Regions from separate parts of the Zea mays genome. Here region 2 is linked to region 1. A link is a contact called in public Hi-C data. All regions are on one chromosome and are shown on one strand. Each heading gives the region's core, a stretch centred on a gene start, on an enhancer-like site or on the middle of the called end of the contact. The rest is flanking DNA. Distances are from core to core; before and after follow the strand shown. Region 1 holds the start of LOC100285022. Region 2 has its middle 140 kb from the start of LOC100285022.

The links. Hi-C and Micro-C count contacts between places; a contact is called where the count stands out from the background.
Region 2: a contact with region 1 is called in a Hi-C map of leaf, with 4 times the contacts expected there. The contact joins the enhancer-like site here to the promoter of LOC100285022 in region 1. A contact is called at or near these places in 2 of 25 Hi-C or Micro-C datasets (bundle sheath and leaf).

The regions. Positions count from the first base shown.
Region 1 is chr6:26,159,983-26,163,918 of Zm-B73-REFERENCE-NAM-5.0, forward strand. LOC100285022 reads left to right here and starts at 1,775. Exons shown (of 2, transcript NM_001157917.2): 1 at 1,775-2,323; 2 at 3,098-3,936. The coding sequence starts at 1,862.
Region 2 is chr6:26,298,512-26,301,979 of Zm-B73-REFERENCE-NAM-5.0, forward strand. No RefSeq gene overlaps it. Among protein-coding and RNA genes, the nearest start is that of LOC100285022, 140 kb to the left of the region's middle. Within about 2 kb of position 1,565, at least 10 of the 20 cell types and tissues checked have an H3K27ac peak or open chromatin away from gene starts, as enhancers often do. A contact at or near this core is called in leaf, where this site is marked.

The DNA of each region.
Region 1 (3,936 bases), core at 525-3,024:
CGGACATAAGTTATTTTAACGCGCGGGCCAGGCACCGTTGTTTTATTTCCATCCGCCCCATCTCTCTTCTCTGTCGCGCTACTGTCATCGCCCGCTGCTTACTCCGCCGCCGCCACCGTGCACAACTGCTCCGCCGCCGCGCTACTGCAGGGCCGGACCTAGGCATGTGCGAGCCGTGCGCTAGGCATGTGCGAGTCGTGCCGCCGCATTGCTGCACCCGCTGCCGTCAACCGCCACTGCCCTGCCCGTGCCCGCCGCCGACAACCGCTGGTGGTCACCACCGCCGCCCCGGCACCTGTCCCGACGCCGGCGGCCCTGACTCGTCCCCCGCCTCGCCCACGCCGACCACCGTCCCGCCGTCAAGCTGCTAAGTGAGTATTTTTAATTTTGTCAATGTATATATTTTGTCAAGCCGCAACGAGGCTGGATGAGCTCGACCCATGGAGGCAAAGACCAGACGACCAAGTCATTCGCAGAAGGAGTGCTGCTACCTCGAGCAGGGAGGTTGAGCGTACCCGAAGTGCTAGATAATCGGAGATAACTTGGACGAAGGGCAACTCAACTCTGGATAAGCAGGAATACATGCCGTGTTAAAAGGAGGATTCGGTTAGAGTTAGATAGTCATTGCGACTTGTAAAGAGATAACCCTCTAGTCATCTATATAAGGCTGATGGGTTACCCCTACGAACCCATCTCTCATCTCAGCACATCCCATCACCACCTCATAACTCACTAGTCCTCTCATAGCAACCACACTACCCTTAGATCGACAGGAGAACTCACCTTCCTCCTCCCACATCTCATATGTAACATGTGTACACCACTGATACTCATGTACTCAGCCTCAACAAGGTCTTATGCATATTTCCAGTGACCCAAACCTGTATAAACTCTTGTGTGATCCGACGTGCACTTGCACGTACCATCGAGTCGCAATCAACGACGTCATCTTGCTTAAAAGCATCACGTGGGGAACACCGTGGTGCGCAGTCGGATCATAAACACCGACATTGGCGCCAATCTGGCACCAAACACTAGGGTTTGTACCGCCTAGCAGTGCTCGCTATGGGAGCACGGACGGTCCACAACACTGGGTCGGACGGTCCGTGACCTCACTGCAGGAGCGGGTGTCCTCTACTCGCCGGTCGAACGGTCCGTGCTCGTAGATTTTTGAAAAACCCTAGATCTCGCCTACTGGGAGGGACCCCGTTAGGGAGGAGAGTTCCAGGAGGTGCCCTTGGATCGGCAGGCCACCGGCGACGTCACTAGACGATGTAGAGTCGAAAAGGGATGAAGATCCAAGGTTAAGAAAGCTAAACTAGGTCTAAATTACACCTACTCCTAATGTGACGAAGAATGAAGTAAATAAAGTAGATTTAATTGTTTAGTTTGATTGTTGGTGCGCGCAATCGACCGTACACCTTCATATATATAGGGGAAGTCTGGATTTGTTCGACCGTTCCTAGACATTTTCCAATAGAATCCGTAGATTTAGATGAATAAACACGCACGAAAAAGGAGATTAAACCATCTAATTTGATGTTATCGCGGATCGTCCGTGCCTAGATACGGACCGTCTGCGGCCCGGACTGTCCGGCCTCACCTGGTGGTATATATGGTGCTAATACAATTGTTATATGAATCTATAAAAAAACTAAAAGGAATTTTAATTTAGAACAAAGGGAGTATATTGTTTAGTCAAAAAGTTTGGCACTAAAAATTACTTTAGTCATCTATCTCGTCTATAAATAGACATCTTGTGCACCACACCTACACCCACACCTACACCTACACATTACAGCCAGTACTGCTGTCACCTCACTTAGCAAAGCTAATACGTATGTCATAGCAGCTTGCCACCATGGCGAGCATCACCGTGACAAGGAAATCCCAATCCTTCGTCGTGCCATCGTCCACGCCAACTCCGACGACCGAGACGCTCGAGTTGTCGCCCATCGACCGCGTTCCAGGCCTGCGCCACACGGTGCGATCCCTGCACGTGTTCCGCCGCAAGGACGCCGCCGCCTCCGCCGCCCACTACGATGCTGCTGCCGCCGGCAGGCCGGCCGAGGTGATCCGCGCGGCGCTGTCCCGCGCGCTGGTGGACTACCGCCCGTTCGCCGGCCGTTTCGTCGGCTCACTGTACGCCGGGGAGGCGAGCGTTGAGTGCACCGACGACGGTGCGTGGTTCGTGGACGCTGTCACAGATTGCAGCCTCGAGGACGTGAACGGCCTCGACTACCCGCTTATGGTCTCCGAGGAAGAGCTGCTGCCGGCTCCAGAGGAAGGTGTTGACCCAACCAGTATTCCGATTATGATGCAGGTATACACTTTCGTCCTAATGAAACCAGAAAACTTGCAGCATGTATATATGACAGTTGTTTCTATTATTCCATATGCATGGATAATGACTATAATATGCACATGCTTTTGTTATGACAAACAATTCATGCATATAAAGAATGGCCGAATTGGAGAAACACTTCATGCATGTCACCCAAAGCAACTGTCATATTTTTTTAGGGGCTAATTTTTAGCCTCTCCATTTTATTATATTTTAGTCTCTAAATTAATAATTAAGAAAAAATAAAACTCTATTTTAGTTTTCGTATTTAACAATTTAAAAACTAAAATAAAATAATAAAGAGGAACCAAAAATTAGTTTCTAGAAAACAAACACTTATAAACACAGCATGAGCAATTATACTTGCCTAGTTGTGGTAGCTAGAAAGTCATGAGTGCAGTCGTGCAGAACGCCACGTACCTAGCCCCATGTTTCCACCAAAAGAAGTATAAAGTCACTCCTTTAGGTATATATATTGTCTACTCATACATATCCCCACTACTGCTTTTAGTCAAAATCCACACAACTACTACATCTAAACAATGATGAAGCGCCTTGTCCATATATATAATAAACAAGCAATAAGTCACAAGCTTCCAATTACACAAAAAGTGTTGCATACTTCTTTAATCTCATATATATTCATTAGTTATTAATATTTTATAATTGCTACATAGTGCTTAATTTTCTATTCTCAATTATTTAAAACACCTTGTCGCCAAAATTTATTAATGAAACTTAATTGTGTGCCAGGTCACGGAATTTGCTTGTGGAGGATTTGTGGTGGGGCTAGTCGCAGTGCACACCCTTGCTGACGGGCTCGGTGCAGCTCAATTCATCAATGCAATTTCTGAGTTTGCCCGTGGAGTAGTTAAACCTACAATAGCACCTATATGGGCACGGGAGTTAATACCAAACCCACCTAAAATGCCTCCTGGGCCACCACCATCCTTCGAGTGCTTCGGGTTCAAACATTTTGTTATGGATGTGGCAGTTAACAATATTGCACATGTCAAGAGTGAATACTTTCAAACCAATGGACACTATTGCTCTACATTTGATGTTGCCATTGCCAAGGTTTGGCAAGCTAGGACAAGGGCAATCAAGTACGAACCAAATTTCAAGGTGCATGTTTGCTTCTTTGCCAACACTCGCCACCTCCTCACACATGTGCTACCCAAGGTTGGTGGCTTCTATGGAAATTGCTTCTATCCAGTGACTGTCACAGCAACTGCTGAGGTAGTTGCTAGTTCAAGATTGCTTGATGTGATTAGGATGATAAGGGATGGGAAGGCTAGGCTTCCTTTAGAGTTTTCCAGATGGTCCACGGGCAATGTGAAAGTAGACCCATATCAACTAACATTCAAGCACAATGTTCTATTTGTGTCCGATTGGACACGGCTTGGATTCTTTGAAGTTGACTATGGGTGGGGTGTACCAAACCATATCCTCCCTTTCACTTATGCAGACTACATGGCTGTAGCAGTTCTTGGAGCTCCACCGTCTATGAAGAAGGGGACTCGAATAATGACACAATGTGTCGAGGAGGAGCATCTCGTGGACTTCAAGGCCGAGATGAAAGCCTTCTTTTA
Region 2 (3,468 bases), core at 315-2,814, 140 kb after region 1:
AGAAGTAACAACATCACCTGCGATGCAATGCATATGACAAATTGAATTTAGTTCCATAAGTTAATCATGTGAGGGTCCGAGCTGCTCATGACCGTGAGCACGGCTAGTATACCAGTTTTACACTCTGCAGAGGTTGCGCATCTTTACCCACAAGTCATGTTACCCATCTGCCAAGGGATCACGACTTCCCATACACCTCTACCGAGGAGGCGAGGCAGGGTAACACTACGAGGCCTTTACAAAGTTCCACTAGCTTCAGAAAACCCGCTACAGTTTATAGGAAGCTCCAATGCAGGGTTCTTGCCTGACCGCCATCGCAGCAAAATCAACCAAGGACCTCCCTACACTGACCACTCCCCTACTGCCCTTGCCCCTTTCGGGTAAGGTAGTCCTCCACTAGCTTTCCTAATTAATCAGTCGGCGTCCATAAACCCTTGTGGTAGCACTGTTTTCCCGGGTGGTCGCTCCATGTTCCAATTAACATAATGATCTTATCATGAACAGTGATAATAAACAGATAATAAAAGTGTGATCATGAATAATGTATCTTCATACCCAAAACCACATAAAGCACTAGCAAGTACTACCCAAAAAGTTCCATGGTAAGCAAGGTATAAAGATAGACAAACTAGGGTAACCTATTAGGTCCCATCAAAATTAACCTATGCAGATCATTATGATTAATCAGAACATGACTGGGTAAAAAGAAGTGATCAAGGGCACAACTTGCCTGGCACTTGAGATTCCAGTTACCAACTTGCTCTTCAGATGACACGTAACCTCGCGCTAGTCGTAGCAATACAAACAAGCATGATATAGGCAAAATTAACGTCACACCAAACATAAAAACAAACTATATAAGAATAATCTACGCTACGTAATGAGATCGTAGAAACAAGAATCACTAAATTCGGAGCTACGATTATTACGTTATGAATTTCCGAAATTATTTAGTGCTTAGAATAGATTAATTCCAATGAACAATTTTAATTCCAGTTTCATGGCTAAACAAAGCTACTAATTGATAGACAATATTAATACAATATTATTGCAACTGGAATGGGTTAAAAAGGAGTAAAAATGGAATTTCTATGAATTAAATAAGTTCTGGATATATTTTTATACATAAAAACCATTTCCTAAATTATTTTCCTGAATTTTCTAAGCTTCTGAACTGGGTGCATGAATAAACAAAAGACCAGGGGATAGCTTGAAAGATTCCCTAGACACAGATTAACCTACCGATAGACGGCAGGTTGATTTGTGAAAAGAGAAGGGGCTCTTCTGCAAATGTTCCCGCACGAAAGGGTATCCCGAAACAGGAGTCGTCCGATCCAATTTAAACGATCCAGATTAGATCACGCCTAGCTCAAATCAGTACGCGACCGGGGTCATCGGATCCCGATCCAACGGCCCATAAAAGATAATGAACTACACGATCTTCCAGCCATCCGATCAAGGATCAATGGCCACTACCGACTTGGCCGAACCGGTACGCGAGATTTAATCCGTGCCGTCCCTCCCTTGATCTACGACCCACAGCACTCCTGGCCGAGCCGTTCTCCAGACCCAATCTCCATCGTCCAACTACAATCGAACGGTCAGCATCCATATTCTTCCTCCAGCCACACCCACCGATCGCGGCGCTTAGATAGCGGTGGCAATACGCCGGCGAGCACGCACATCGACGCACTAACGCCCCAACACACGTTCTGCCAGGTTCTATACGCTAAGGGGGAAAAAGTGAATCTACCAGTTGAGTTCTTACCTTAGGGATTGACATTGGCGCGCCTAGCCACGATGACAGGCGGATCCATGGTGTTGTCGTGACTCCGACGAGGAACATCGGTCAATTGACTGCCGCGCCAGAGAGCTTCGCCGCGCCCGGAGAACCTCCCTAACGGCCCCCCGAACTGAGCACGGGTATGGTGAAGACGGCAATCGTGACGCTCGGTCTCTCTCCTATTCGCTGCGCTCTACTCTCTCTCCTACGACGAGGCTCTCTCTTTATTTCTTCTCTGCGCGCCGTTGTTTGGGGAGGAGAGGCCGCAGATTTATACCCAGGCGGCGAAGTCCGAGCTGGGGCGAGCAGCGAGATTCGCGAGCGAAGATCCCGGCCGAGGATTTGGCCTTTGTTACGACGACCGCGGTGGAGTTGTTACGGCGTGCGTCTGGTGAGAGAAAAATGGAGCTTCTGTTTCAGATTGCCATGGCGCGCAGCTAAACGATGACCAGCCGTACACACTAGCCACAGATTCCCCAAGAACGCAAGGTGATTTTTTTGGCCTGCGGGTCCAACACGCCGGTGTATGCAAGAGCTAGACAGCTGCAGCCGCGACATTCATGGCGAAGATCCAGCGCGGAGGGGAAACTGAGCAGCGACACACATGGATGCAGACGCGAAATCGAGCGAGAGTGAATTTCTATTGGATGCCGAGCATGCAGAATCACCCAGATGTGAGAGGATGACGTTATTAGAGTGACTTAGGCTAAGGAAACGTGGTCCGTTAGCAGGTATGGAGTTTTCCTTTTTCTCTTCTTTTATTTTATGTTTTCGAATTTAGTTTAAACTTCAAATTTCTTTCATGCGTTTGGCACATCAAATGTATCAACTAATAATACCAACATGAAGCACATTCATTTTTTTATTTAACTATTAGTTGTCTTCATCAGGCCCTATAATTGTTGATATGCATAAAATAGAGCAAACGTCACATAATTGAAAATGTATTTTTTTATCTCTTATGTGTTTTAAATAGAAAATATATTTTTTAATGGTAATCTCTATTATGATATACTTTCACTTTAATTTTTTTTAAGGTTTCTCAACACATAATCCAAAAGAATAGTTTTATAGATTAAATTGAGGTTCTGTCTATTTTATTTTATGTTTTTTTTTCTCTTTTAACTCAAACCTTTTGGAGAAACTTTTATAAATCCCAAAATAGAATTTTGGGTATTACAAAGTCCTACCCCCTTAACAGAAATCTCGTCCTCGAGATTTGTAAGAGAAGGGATACATAATGATCGGTTTGTAATTCAGCTTTTAGTCTATAATTGGGTCAAAAATTCAGAGTCTCACATTTTTTTTACAGTTAATAGTGGGTGATTAGGAAAGGCCTGGGTATATATGGGTATAGCCACCTAATGTGTAAAAAATCTATTAAAGCACGGATAGGCTTGGGTTGGACAAAGTAGGGTAAGGAAAGACTCCATCATGCATAGTGGATCTTGATTCCTTTGAAGATCCAACATGATACTTGAATACTTGAGTTGATGCTTACCCTTCTTTGACGTGGTTGGTCTTCTTTGGCCTTTCTTCTTGGAGTTGCCATCCGAGTTAAGGACATATAGTTAGGATAGCGGGGGTACACGAGGTAGGTAAGTTTGAACAGAGTTTTACTTTGCTTTTTTGGAACAAATGGACTAGGCAGCCTGTGACGTAGGTTATGTTGTTGTTTACGGATG